Regions from separate parts of the Mus musculus genome. Here regions 2 and 3 are each linked to region 1. Evidence: chromatin contacts called from public Hi-C data. All regions are on one chromosome and are shown on one strand. Each heading gives the region's core, a stretch centred on a gene start, on an enhancer-like site or on the middle of the called end of the contact. The rest is flanking DNA. Distances are from core to core; before and after follow the strand shown. Region 1 has its middle 8.8 kb from the start of Gm33336. Region 2 overlaps Gm33377 (a long non-coding RNA gene). Region 3 has its middle 3.5 kb from the start of Gm33377.

Region 1 (3,851 bases), core at 402-2,901:
CCTTGAATTTATTATGTAGCCAAGAACAACCTTGAACTTCTCTGTGTGTGTGTGTGTGTTTGGGGGGGGGGGGGGAGATTTCAGGGGAGGTAAGAGGGATTGAGATAGCATTTCTCTGTAAAGCTCTGACTGACCTGGAACAACTCAGTCTGTAGACCAGGCTGGCCTGCAGCTCATAGAGATCTGCCAGCCTCTGCCTCCCAAGAATTGGAATTAAAGACATGGGCCAACCTTGAATGTCTGATCCTCCCAAGTGCTGAGATTACAGATGTGTATCATAATGCCTAGTTAATATATTCAATATTATGGTATCTATTCAAGAAGATGACTTTAAAACCCTAGCCAGGCATGATGGAGCACGCCTGACATCCTAGCTCTCTGGAGGTAGAGATAGGACGATCGGGAATTGAAGGCCAGCCTGGGCTAATTGAGACCCTGCCTTTAAAACAAACAACACACACATATAGAAAGAGACAGACTTAAAAACAAAACAAAACAAAAGTCATTGGGCATATTTCTGTTTCATCTTGTAATTAAATATTTTATCAGTTATCTTTCTTGGAAAAAATATCAGTTATTTCTGCATTTTATATGCATTGATAAATATTTTATTACAACTTTAATAATAAATGAACATTGGTTAAAAAAAGAAAATGATTCTCTTACAAATTCATTTGAACCCTGGTCTATAATCCCAGCATCCATTCAGGAGGCTAAGGCTGGGGAGTCTAGAGAATTTCAGACCAACCTGGGCTACATAATGGGTTCTAGGTCAGCTCTCAAAAAGGCCAAAACCAATCAATTAATTAATTAAAAAAAACAAACAAACAAACAACCTAATTCAAGCAGATAGAGGTGAAACAGGGCCCTGCAAAAGAAATAGATTTGGTGAATCAGATTTTCAATTTCTTTGGAGAGTCTTTCATCTGTTGGGAGAGTATGAAGTAGTTCGGAACCAGGAGCTAATCTTAAGGGCAGATCTTGGCTCAAAAGCATTTCTTCTCTCAAACAAATCTTCCCCTGAGGCAGTTAGTAGCTTGCGTTCCTCACAACCTGAATGTTGATGCATTCAGTAGCTAAGAGCTGCTGTCCTTCTGGATTCCATTGTTCTATTGTGTGCTTGTCAGAGAGCTGTCAAAGACAGGAACTATGTCGATGGTCCAGAAAGTGCCTGGTACTCAGGCTGCCCTCAGTCATGTGGCTCTGTTACCCGGTTACCTAGCACAACCACTGTACAAGGTATAGGACATGTCTGTCTTCAGCAGTCAACCAAGACACAAGTACGAAGCAAAGCCCCACACATTGGGGTGTGCCCACCAAAAAGGATTCCCATTCATTTATACAACACTTCTCTGGCCAAATAAAACAGCGTAACCCTAGGATCTGGCTATAAAGTATCACTCCCCCACCGCCCCCAACCAACAAGGCTGTGGTCCACAGTACTCTATTGCGTGCTTAGCTGATACTTCAACAGTTCTCTGAAGAAATCATTATAGAGTTCATCTTACAGGCAGCTGACACAGAAGAAGAAAACAACAACAACAACAACAACAACAACAACAAAACCTGAAGCTTTAGCATAGCGATGTGTCCAAAGCTAGCTTAGCTGGTTGGAATCTACTATGGGTGGATGGTTGCAACATCAGTCCAGGATTTCTGTTTCCCTTTACACGACAGACTGACTACCAAGCTGGATTTGAGACTTTGTTTTTTCGTTTTTCCTACCCTCCTCCTAGTTTTTCTGGGGGAGAAAAAAAAAAAAAAAAAAAAGGTTACACCTGAGCCAGGCATGGAGGAACCCACCTACTGTTGCAGCCACATGGTAGACTCAGACAAGAGGTTTGAGCTCTAATTTGGAGTCTGGGCCACAAGGCAGGATACTGGAGGATAAGGGGTTAAATCAAAGTCAGGCTCACATTCCAGTGACAGTGGGGGTCAAAGTCCTCCTCAATACTTTGGGCCAGTGTCCTTGGCAGCAGTGCCTCCTTTGCCAAAACAGGCACGTGTTTTTCCCTGAGCCTCTGGGGTGGGGAGTCAGTTATGGCACAGAGTGGTACAGGGCAGCAATGTGCACCCCAAAAGCCTCAAGGAAGCTGGCTCCCAAATCAGTACGAAGTGTCTCCAAGGGAACCTGGTTTTATTGAGAGGCACACACACACACACACACACACACACACACACACACACACACATATACACACACAGGTGGGGGGAGGGAGCTAGTGTTCTCAAGAAAGAGAGAGATAGAGAAAGGGAGAATATCTTAGCAACTGCAGTAAACAAGCCTTTAACTTGGTAGACTGGGTGTTGCCCAATAGGAATAAAATGGGAGCCTCCTGTGTAACTGGGGATTTTTCTAAATAGTCACACTGGAAAAGAAAAAGGAAACAGAAGACATTAATCTGAATTTTTTTTTTTAATTTTTTAATTTTTTTTTTTTTTTTTTTTTTTTTTTTTTTTTTTTGCTTTTTCGAGACAGGGTTTCTCTGTATAGCCCTGGCTGTCCTGGAACTCACTTTGTAGACCAGTCTGGCCTCGAACTCAGAAATCCGTTGGCCTCTGCCTCTTGAGTGCTGGGAATAAAGGCATGAGCCACCACGCTCGGCTGACATATCTTTTAAATAAATAAATTCAAGTTGGTTTTTTTTTCCAACACGTAATTGTTACCAAAAAAAAAAAATTTGAGGTTCACCCATTTGAGTTCTTAGTCCCAGTGGGGTGTGTGTGTGTGTGTGTGTGTGTGTGTGTGTTTTCAAAACAGAATTCCTCAAAACCTGACTGTTTTTGAACTTGCTTTGTAGACCAGAGAGGCACAGAGATCCACCTGCCTCTGCTTCCTGTACCACCACACCTGGCCCTAGTTCTTAGTCCTATTAATAAAATAAGTTTAAAATGGACTCAGAAGGAAGCCTGAGGACAATTTCATTAACATTTGAGAGAAAAACAATAGAACAGGCAAGTTCTTATAAATCCCAGCAGTTGCAGGGAGGGAAATAGAGAAAGAGTCTTGTCTTTTTTTTTTTTCGAGACAGAGTTTCTCTGTATAGCCCTGGCTGTCCTGGAACTCACTTTGTAGACCAGGCTAGCCTCGGACTCAGAAATCCGCCTGCCTCTGCCTCCCGAGTGCTGGGATTAAAGGCGTGCACCACCACGCCCGGCAAGAGTCTTGTCTTTTAAATAAGATAGAAGTCAGAGAAATAGTGAGAAAGCCCAGAGTGTTGACATGTGCATAGGAGTGCCTCTCTGTGGATAAGCGTCAGAAAGACACTCGGTTTCAGGGTCTCGTATTCCAGGCATAAGGCAACACCTGGACTCTCAATCAGAAACAGAAACATAGACAGAGTGCTCCCAAGAATCGGAATGAGCTAATGAGCTAGGAAAGGGCCCCAGAAGTGCTCGGTTGTGTGGTCAATGAGCCTTTGTAGGATATTATATATATACTTAACACCCAGCTCTCCCAAGTTTGTCTATGGAAACATTTTCTCACATATGCTTTGTTAAAAGGAGAGTCCAGATGAAAACCAAAGTGTGGACACTTCCCCCCTTCTTAGAATTGGGAACAAAACTCCCATGGAAGGAGTTACAGAGACAAAGTTTGGAGCTGAGACAAGAGGATGGACCATCTAGAAACTGCTGCACCCAGGGATCCATCCCATAATCAGCCTCCAAACGCAGACACCATTGCATACGCCAGCAAGATTTTGCTGAAAGGACCCTGATATAGCTGTCTCTTGTGAGGCTATGCCGGTGCCTGGCAAACACAGAAGTGGATGCTCATAGTCAGCTATTGGATGGAACACAGATCCCCCAATGGAGGAGCTAGAGAAAGTACTCAAGGAGCTAAGGGGGTC
Region 2 (3,851 bases), core at 360-2,859, 210 kb before region 1:
ATACCCAGATACTCTGATTCAATAGCACCCCCCCTTCCTCTCTTCCTCATTTCTTCTCTTCAGATGGGTCTTGTGTAGTCTCAGTCTCCTGACTCTTCTTCCTCCACCTCCCAAGTAGTGAAATTACAGGTGCACAACACCTTTTATTTCTTTATTTCTAATAATCTTACTTAATTTAGACACAAGTAGCCTATAAACTATATTTTAGTCAAAGATCAGACTGGATATCATTTGAATAGAAGTCTGACTTAAAACAAAATGGAGCTAATTTTCAGGGAGTCCCAGAATCGCTGTCTATAAAAACGAGGTATCACTCTAAACATCCCTAAGGAAACATCCCATCATAGTCCCTCTGTAGTTTGTAGACATTAACCCCATCTACTGCCCACAGGGTGCTCCCTAATAGAAGAAGTATAAAGATAGCATATGTAAATGAAGAGAGTGAGGTCAAGAGAAACTTTACAGATTTTCTGAGCAACCATAGGAGAGTATTAGAAGATTTATGGTTGAAGGTAGTTAACTGTTTGGAGTACGGGAGGAATCTATCATGTCTCCAAATATTGATAGGCGTCATGGGTCCTGGATGCTCAGAATTAGCACTGATGTCCAGAAGCTAATCAGAGGCTCATTTTACTGTATTACAACTGAGAACAGACTGATGAACACTGTGCAGCCATATGAGGCTCTCAGCTTCACAAAGCACTCTGAATCTACCCAAGCAGAGCCGGGCGGACCCCATGCTTGTCCTCAATGCAGGGTACTCTATAAGAAATGAAGCACTGTGCAGATGTCTCTTAAGATCTGGTGCGATCCTCCTTCAATCACATGCTCTGCAAACTGACCTGAGTTCATTTTTCACTCCTGCCGTTTCTACTGAACTCTCCAGATGCTACATTTCATGCATTTTTGGTCTCCATTCTCCCAGATCAGTGGGATATGTCTGTCTCTTCATGTCCTCATAGCATCTAACTCTAAACCATGCTATATACACTTGGTGTATATACTTGGAAAATTAAAAAGAATGATCTAGAGCAGTGAGTAAGCACATTCAGATGACGACATTGACCAAGACAAAATGTGACTTTTTGGACATTTGTCCTGTTTTTATCACCTTTAAAAAAAAAACACCTTTTGAAATCACATTTGTCACAGAATACACTCACGGACCTTTGCACTTAAACTTTGTGGCAAAACTATTTCTCAATACACATGTCCTTTCCCCACTGTTCATCTTACTCACAGCCCCTAGCAAATCATGTAGACTTGAGCATACATCGTCCCCCATGCCAGAACCTGAACAATCCCCCGTGATACTTCTCTATTTCTATCTTAGGTAGAGGAGGAGCCCCAGCTAAATGTCAGGGGCAGAGTGGTGGTTGGAAGGAGAGGCAGGGACGTTGCTGAGAAATTTGCCTCCTGTAGCCTACCAAATTCTTCTGTTGACTAAGACTGGCAAATCATTAACACATGGTATAAAGCTTTTCTTTCTCTCCCCCTCTTGTTTTTAATTTCTTTCTTAAAATGTTTGTACATTTATCCGCTTACCCTGTGGGCGTGCCACACACATACAAATGCCCAGTGACACCCATGTGGAGGTCAGAGGACAACTTGCAACACGATCTCTCCTTCTACCACGTAGGGCATGAGGCTTAAACCCAGATGTTTTGGCTTGTCCACAATGTGGAAAAGTCACTGAGCCAATGTGCCTGCCCACCTGTTACTTTTGTTTTAAAGCTCTGCCATCTCCTGTTGCTGAGGCCTTTCAGAGAGAGCTACATCTGTCCCCTCGTCCTTTTCAGCCTTGATTCTTTTCACCATTTTACTTCTCCATGGGCTTAAACACCACTGGCTCTGCCCCCAACTCCCATCCTCAGAGCACCATGCTTCAGTCATTCCTATACTGTGGAATGACATCTCTCTGTCTCACCACATGGCCAAAGACATAAACCTTAACTTCTCTTCATTTCAAAAGTAAAACCCAGAAAGCCAACTGCAGTTCTTTTTCCAAACATGAGCAGAAGTATTATTAAGCAAAGACTGCTCCTCACACATTTCCCTGTTGGGTATCCAACAGGCTGGAAATGACACAACTAATATTCTGTAGGAATAGGGACAGTTATCCAAAGAAACAGTTATCCTTGGGCAAATAACAAAACAAAAATCTTTTTTTTTTTTTTTGCTCACTATGTTAGAACTTTAACATGAATTCCATATTACTAAAAATAAATAACTCTGGTTTAAAGTTTATTTATTCAAATAGAACAAGTTCTCAAAACATGTGTAATATTTGATCTTGCAATTTCACTTCCAAGAATGTATCTCTAATAATCAGAAAAAAAGGTACCACTATACCTACTTGATACTTCGTTGTAGCTTTATGTTTTTATAATGCAAATTATCAAACAGACGCACATGTAAGAAGAATACTCTCAGCTGCCAGGGGCCCAAATCTCGCGTGTTGTCAACATTTTCCCTAGTTCCTTCTCCATTTAGTTTCTGTTATTTTATTCACCTTTCTTTATATATATATATATGTATTTTATTAGGTATTTTCCTCATTTACATTTCCAATGCTATCCCAAAAGGCCCCCATAACCCCCCCACTTCCCTACTCACCCACTCCCACTTTTTGGCCCTGGCATTCCCCTGTACTGGGGCATATAAAGTTTGTAAGCCCAATGGGCCTCTCTTTCCAGTGATGGCCAACTAGGCCATCTTTTGATACATATGCAGCTAGAGTCAAGAGCTCCGGGGTACTGGTTAGTTCATAATGTTGTTCCACCTGTAGGGTTGCAGATCCCTTTAGCTCCTTGGGTACTTTCTCTAGCTCCTCCACTGGGGGCCCTGTGATCCATCCAATAGCTGACTGTGAGCATCCACTTCTGTGTTTGCTAGACCCCGGCATAGTCTCACAAGAGAGAGCTATATCTGGGTCCTTTCAGCAAAATCTTGCTAGTGTGTGCAATGGTGTCAGCTTTTGGAAGCTGATTATGGGATGGATCCCCGTTTATTCACCTTTCTGTTTTCACTAGAATAGCTTAAAATAAATGTCAACTTGACAGTCAACTAACTCATAGGGACTTCAATTTAAACCTCTGGGGCAAGGATTTTTTTTCTCCTTTTATTCAGGTTTATGGTGAAACTCAGTAATGATATTTCAAATTAGTATTACATTAATATCATTATTTTATATATCCAAGTAAGCAACAATTCCTTTGTGTGTGTATGGGTGTGGGAGTATGCATCTTCTGTCTGGGAGCCAGAAAAAGTACAGGGTATCCCGCACTCCTATTGTCTATCTTGTTCCTCTGAGACAGGATGTATCACTGAATCAGAATTCTGCTGCTGGCCAGTGATCTTCCTAGCCCTGGCTTCTACCACGCTATGGCAGGTCCTGGAGATCTGAACTCAAGTCCTCGTGTTTCTGCCACAAGAGCTCTTATTAGCTGAATCACCTCCCCGGTACAATGATAATTTCTTAATACCATCTAAATACAAGTAGAGTGCTGAAAGTGTCTTCTTACATGTTGTTTCAACACAAATCTAAAAGTTCTACAGGTCAGATTCATTAATAGTTCTCTTTTTTTTCAATTAATATGTATATATCTTGTCTCTATAATATGTGGTTATTTCTCTCCTTTGTGTTATTTCATTTATCAATTGAAGGAATCAAGTCATGTCATGTCATGTCATGTCATGTCATGTCATGTCATAGATATTACTCATGTTTTGGATTTGGTCAGTTGTGACGGCTCATGTCATTCAATGTCCCTTCGGCCCTGTAAACTAATGTCTCAAATGAGTTCAGGATCATGTTCCATTGTGTTTACTAATGCTCATAGGGCTCTGTG
Region 3 (3,851 bases), core at 905-3,404, 190 kb before region 1:
TTTTCATAAGAAGAAGCTAAACCTGTCCGGTCTCTGCACAAGCTCCATGGATGTGCTTGAACAGTGTCTGACCTGACTGTTATATCATTACAAAAAAAGAAAAAAAAAAGAAAGAAATTACTATTACCCTGAGTAATGGAAGGTGTTGTGGCTACACTTTCCATGGCTGTGACAGAGCATCTGACACAACAATGTCAGAGAGGGAAGATCTATTGTGGCTCATGGATTCTGGGGTGTTAGTCCATTCTTGTGGGAAGGCACAGCAAAGCAGAGGGACTCACAATGTGGTGGCCAGGAAGGAGAGATGGGGTGGTGGTGGTGGTGGTGGTGGTGGTGGTGGTGGTGAGAGAGAGAGAGAGAGAGAGAGAGACAGACAGACAGACAGAGACAGACAGAGACAGACAGAGACAGACAGAGACAAAGACAGACAAAGAAAGACAGACAAGAGACAGACAGACAGACAGACAGACACTGCCTATCCCTGCACTAATTGACTTCTTCCTCTTGCATTCCATCTGAGTACCCAGCCTATTCTTTGACAATTTCATACAAGTTAGACTGTGCTTTTAAAGATGTCATAGCATGTCAACTCCAAGACAGCTGTGGTCTTGGCAAACACACAGTAGATGTATGCACTTAGCCAATGAGTGAAATAATGAAGACAGACAGACATTCATTATTTATTGCCTCAATTGACCTGAACGTTTACATTATTATGCTATTTCCAACTGGTTGAGCTGTTAAAAGGCTTTCCTAAGCAGATGGAGTTCCATCTCTGCACTTGTTTATAATCACAAACATCTCTCTCTCTCTCTCTCTCTCTCTCTCTCTCTCTCTCTCTCTCTCTCTCTCTCTCTCTCTTTCTCTCTCTGGCATCATTTTTGAGTGTATACACAGGTCTTCTTACTTGAGTTGTAACCAGCCTACCATTTTCTGGCTATGTGTTCTTGGCCATCTATGCAAGAATTTTATCATGCGTTTAGTTCAAACTTGCATACTTTAATGACTTGATATTAAAGAGTGTAAGACAAGAAGTTGGATGGAGGTGTGGCCTAGCCCTTAGCTAAGGATCTTAGACCGAATCATATCATTTCTCTGAACCTCTTTCTGAAAAAAATTTTTTTTTAGAGAATTTGGCTCATGGATTGATCTCAAGGCACTACGCTCAGAAGGACTTTGACAGGAGAGTCCAGAGGTGAGGTCCAAATCCAACAGAAGTTGTTTGTAGTTTTCGCAGCAAATCACCTGTCACCGTGCATCAGGAAAGTGAGCAGCCTCACAAAGCAGGCGCTTCACTCCCAGGTTAGTGGCGAGCACACAGGTAATCAAATGCAGAAGGTGTTCTGTAAACCACACAGTGCTAAACAGATCACCATTATTTTAAAATTTTCATTTAGTTTAATTGTATGCTATCTGTTTATTTTCCTACCTTTTCCCACAAATATTTATGCTTCTGTGGGTAGAATCTATGGGTTGACACCAAATTATGAGAGAGTTTTTGGGGTCGTTAAGACTATCTATTGTAAATAACATCTTCCCTGATTAAAGACCTATAGATTTTCGGTTTGTTCTTGAGCTGTCCTCTGAATTCTTTGACTCTTAAGAGTGTATCAGATCCCATTACAGATGGTTGTGAGCCACCATGTGGTTGCTAGGAATTGAACTCAGGACCTCTGGTAGAGCAGTAAGTGCTCTTAACCGCTGAGCCATCTCTCCAGCCCTAATTCATGTATTTCTTTTTCTCGGTACCCTGGGTATATGTTTTCAAATGGCTCTAATATAGAAGAGTAGTTACTTTGCTCCCCAAACTGCTTGTGACTTGTAAACATTGTGTCTGCAGCCAGTTATTGCAAACATTCTGCTCATTGAACTGACGCGAAGCACCCCAAGAATATCGACTGTCTTCCTAAGGATTCTCTGATTCTCACCCAGGGAAGACCTGGGAATACACAAGAAATCAGTGTAAATGTGAGAGACCCTCCCTACATCTACTCTTGGCTTTTTGGAAGAAGAGGGAGGGTTGGGTAACCCTTTCTAGATAAGTTTTAGGAGTTACACATTCTTCATACATTCTGAGCCGACTGTGGTCTGAGGGCCCAAGGCCGTTTGCAACACAGTGTTAATGACTGACATTATTCCTGTGATTACGTCCACCTAATAAAAACTCCCACTGGCTCCATATCACTGGCTTTCAGTTGCACAGTGCTCCAGACTCCAGTGAGCCACAGAGCATCTGCTCTTTGCCAACAACATTATTCATCAAAGAAGGATAAAAAAAAAAATCATAGCAACACCCAGCTTGTCACAGGGGATAATGGCTTTGGGGAAGTCGTAACTTCAGCTCAGCCTGGGTCTTTTAAAGATGCTGACAGCCCCCAACCCCCGTCCACAACGTATTTCATAAGAGAGAAAATGGAACACATGCTGAATGGAATTTTCACAGCAATGAAATTCTCAAAGTTGGGAATCCATAGTTAAAAATATATTACCCCCTAAGAGCAAAACACAGTAAACGTTAATATAATTGCTACTTCAGCTTTTCTTTCTTTCTTTCCTTTTTTCTTTCTTTCTTTCTTAATTTTATGTTTTTATTTATTAATTTTTTTAATTAGGTATTTTCCTCATTTACATTTCCAATGCTATCCCAAAAGTCCCCCATACCCTCCCCCCACCCCCCTACCCACCCACTCCCACTTTTTGGCCCTGGCATTCCCCTGTACTGGGGCATATAAAGTTTGCCTGTCCAATGGGCCTCTCTTTCCAGTGATGGCCGAGTAGGCCATCTTTTGATACATATGCAGCTAGAGTCAAGAGCTCCGGGGTACTGGTTAGTTCATAATGTTGTTCCACCTATGCAGGGGCCTAGCAAACACAGAAGTGGATGCTCACAGTCAGCTATTGGATGGATCACAGGGCCCCCAATAGAGGAGCTAGAGAAAATACCCAAGGAGCTAAAGAGATCTTTCTTTCTTTCTTTCTTTCTTTCTTTCTTTCTTTCTTTCTTTCTTTCTTTCTTTCTTTCTCTCTCTCTCTCTCTCTCTCTCTCTCTCTTTCTTTCTTCCTTTCTTTCATTTTTGAGAGAGATGTAAAGACTGCATTTAAATTCTTCATTTAGGAAGAGGAGGAGGAGGAAGAGGAGGAGGAAAAAGAGAAGAGGAGGAGGAGGAAGAGGAGGAGGAGAAAGAGAAGAGGAGGAGGAGGAGGAGGCGGAGAAAGAGAAGAGGAGGAGGAAGAGGAGGAGGAGAAAGAGAAGAGGAGGAGGAGGAGGCAGAGGGCATGGGGAGATGGTTCAGCAGCATGGACTGTTCTTCCTGAGGACCTGGGTTCAATTCCTAGCATCCGTGTCAGATGGTTCACAATAGCCTGTAATTCTAGCTCCAGGGCGATCCAAGCACCTCTGGCTTCTACTGGCACCTGTCCTCGAAATCTTCCACACAATTACACAAACACACAATTTTAAAAATAATAAAAATAAACCTAAACAAGAAAAAAATAAATAAACCCTTCCTTCATATTTTTTCAGGGACTCAGTGAAAGGGACAAAAGTGAACTAGGGCGACTTCTTTCCACCCCTGCCCCACTGATGCCCCAATGCCTTACAGAAGAGATGTTCCACCTCGGTTTCCTTCAGAATGCAAAGAGGCCTCCAGCTGTGAAATGGATTGTGCTCTTCAACTCTGCAACTGGAACAGAAGCCAGTCGTTTTGAGAAAACTGGTCAAGAACTTTGCCTCTCTGCTTGGCAGCTTCTTGTTCCTCCTCAGCTTACGGATTCCATTTAACAAAAGACTCATCACACCCCAATTGGAGTGTGAGTGTCAGTGTGCATGCCACCCATTGGAGGTGACCTGA

The links. A called contact is a pair of places that touch in the nucleus more often than the background predicts.
Region 2: a contact with region 1 is called in a Hi-C map of liver, with 2.2 times the contacts expected there. The contact joins two enhancer-like sites. A contact is called at or near these places in 2 of 484 Hi-C or Micro-C datasets (bone marrow-derived macrophages and liver), 6 of 115 datasets of contacts at active chromatin or transcription factors (Th17 cells, extraembryonic endoderm stem cells, liver and 3 more) and 2 of 9 other capture datasets (adipose tissue and liver).
Region 3: a contact with region 1 is called in a Hi-C map of Sertoli cells, with 1.5 times the contacts expected there. The contact joins two enhancer-like sites. A contact is called at or near these places in 1 of 484 Hi-C or Micro-C datasets (Sertoli cells) and 2 of 115 datasets of contacts at active chromatin or transcription factors (embryonic basal ganglia and embryonic midbrain).

What each region holds. Positions count from the first base shown.
Region 1 is chr10:95,621,496-95,625,346 of GRCm38.p6, reverse strand. No RefSeq gene overlaps it. Among named protein-coding and RNA genes, the nearest start is that of Gm33336, 8.8 kb to the left of the region's middle. Within about 2 kb of position 1,651, at least 79 of the 459 cell types and tissues checked have an H3K27ac peak or open chromatin away from gene starts, as enhancers often do. A contact at or near this core is called in Sertoli cells and liver, where this site is marked.
Region 2 is chr10:95,834,434-95,838,284 of GRCm38.p6, reverse strand. The region is part of intron 1 of Gm33377 (a long non-coding RNA gene); the gene reads right to left. The region is part of intron 1 of Gm33543 (predicted gene, 33543); the gene reads left to right. Among named protein-coding and RNA genes, the nearest start is that of Gm33543, 6.6 kb to the left of the region's middle. Within about 2 kb of position 1,609, at least 3 of the 459 cell types and tissues checked have an H3K27ac peak or open chromatin away from gene starts, as enhancers often do. A contact at or near this core is called in liver, where this site is marked.
Region 3 is chr10:95,811,899-95,815,749 of GRCm38.p6, reverse strand. No RefSeq gene overlaps it. Among named protein-coding and RNA genes, the nearest start is that of Gm33377, 3.5 kb to the left of the region's middle. Within about 2 kb of position 2,154, at least 8 of the 459 cell types and tissues checked have an H3K27ac peak or open chromatin away from gene starts, as enhancers often do. A contact at or near this core is called in Sertoli cells, where this site is marked.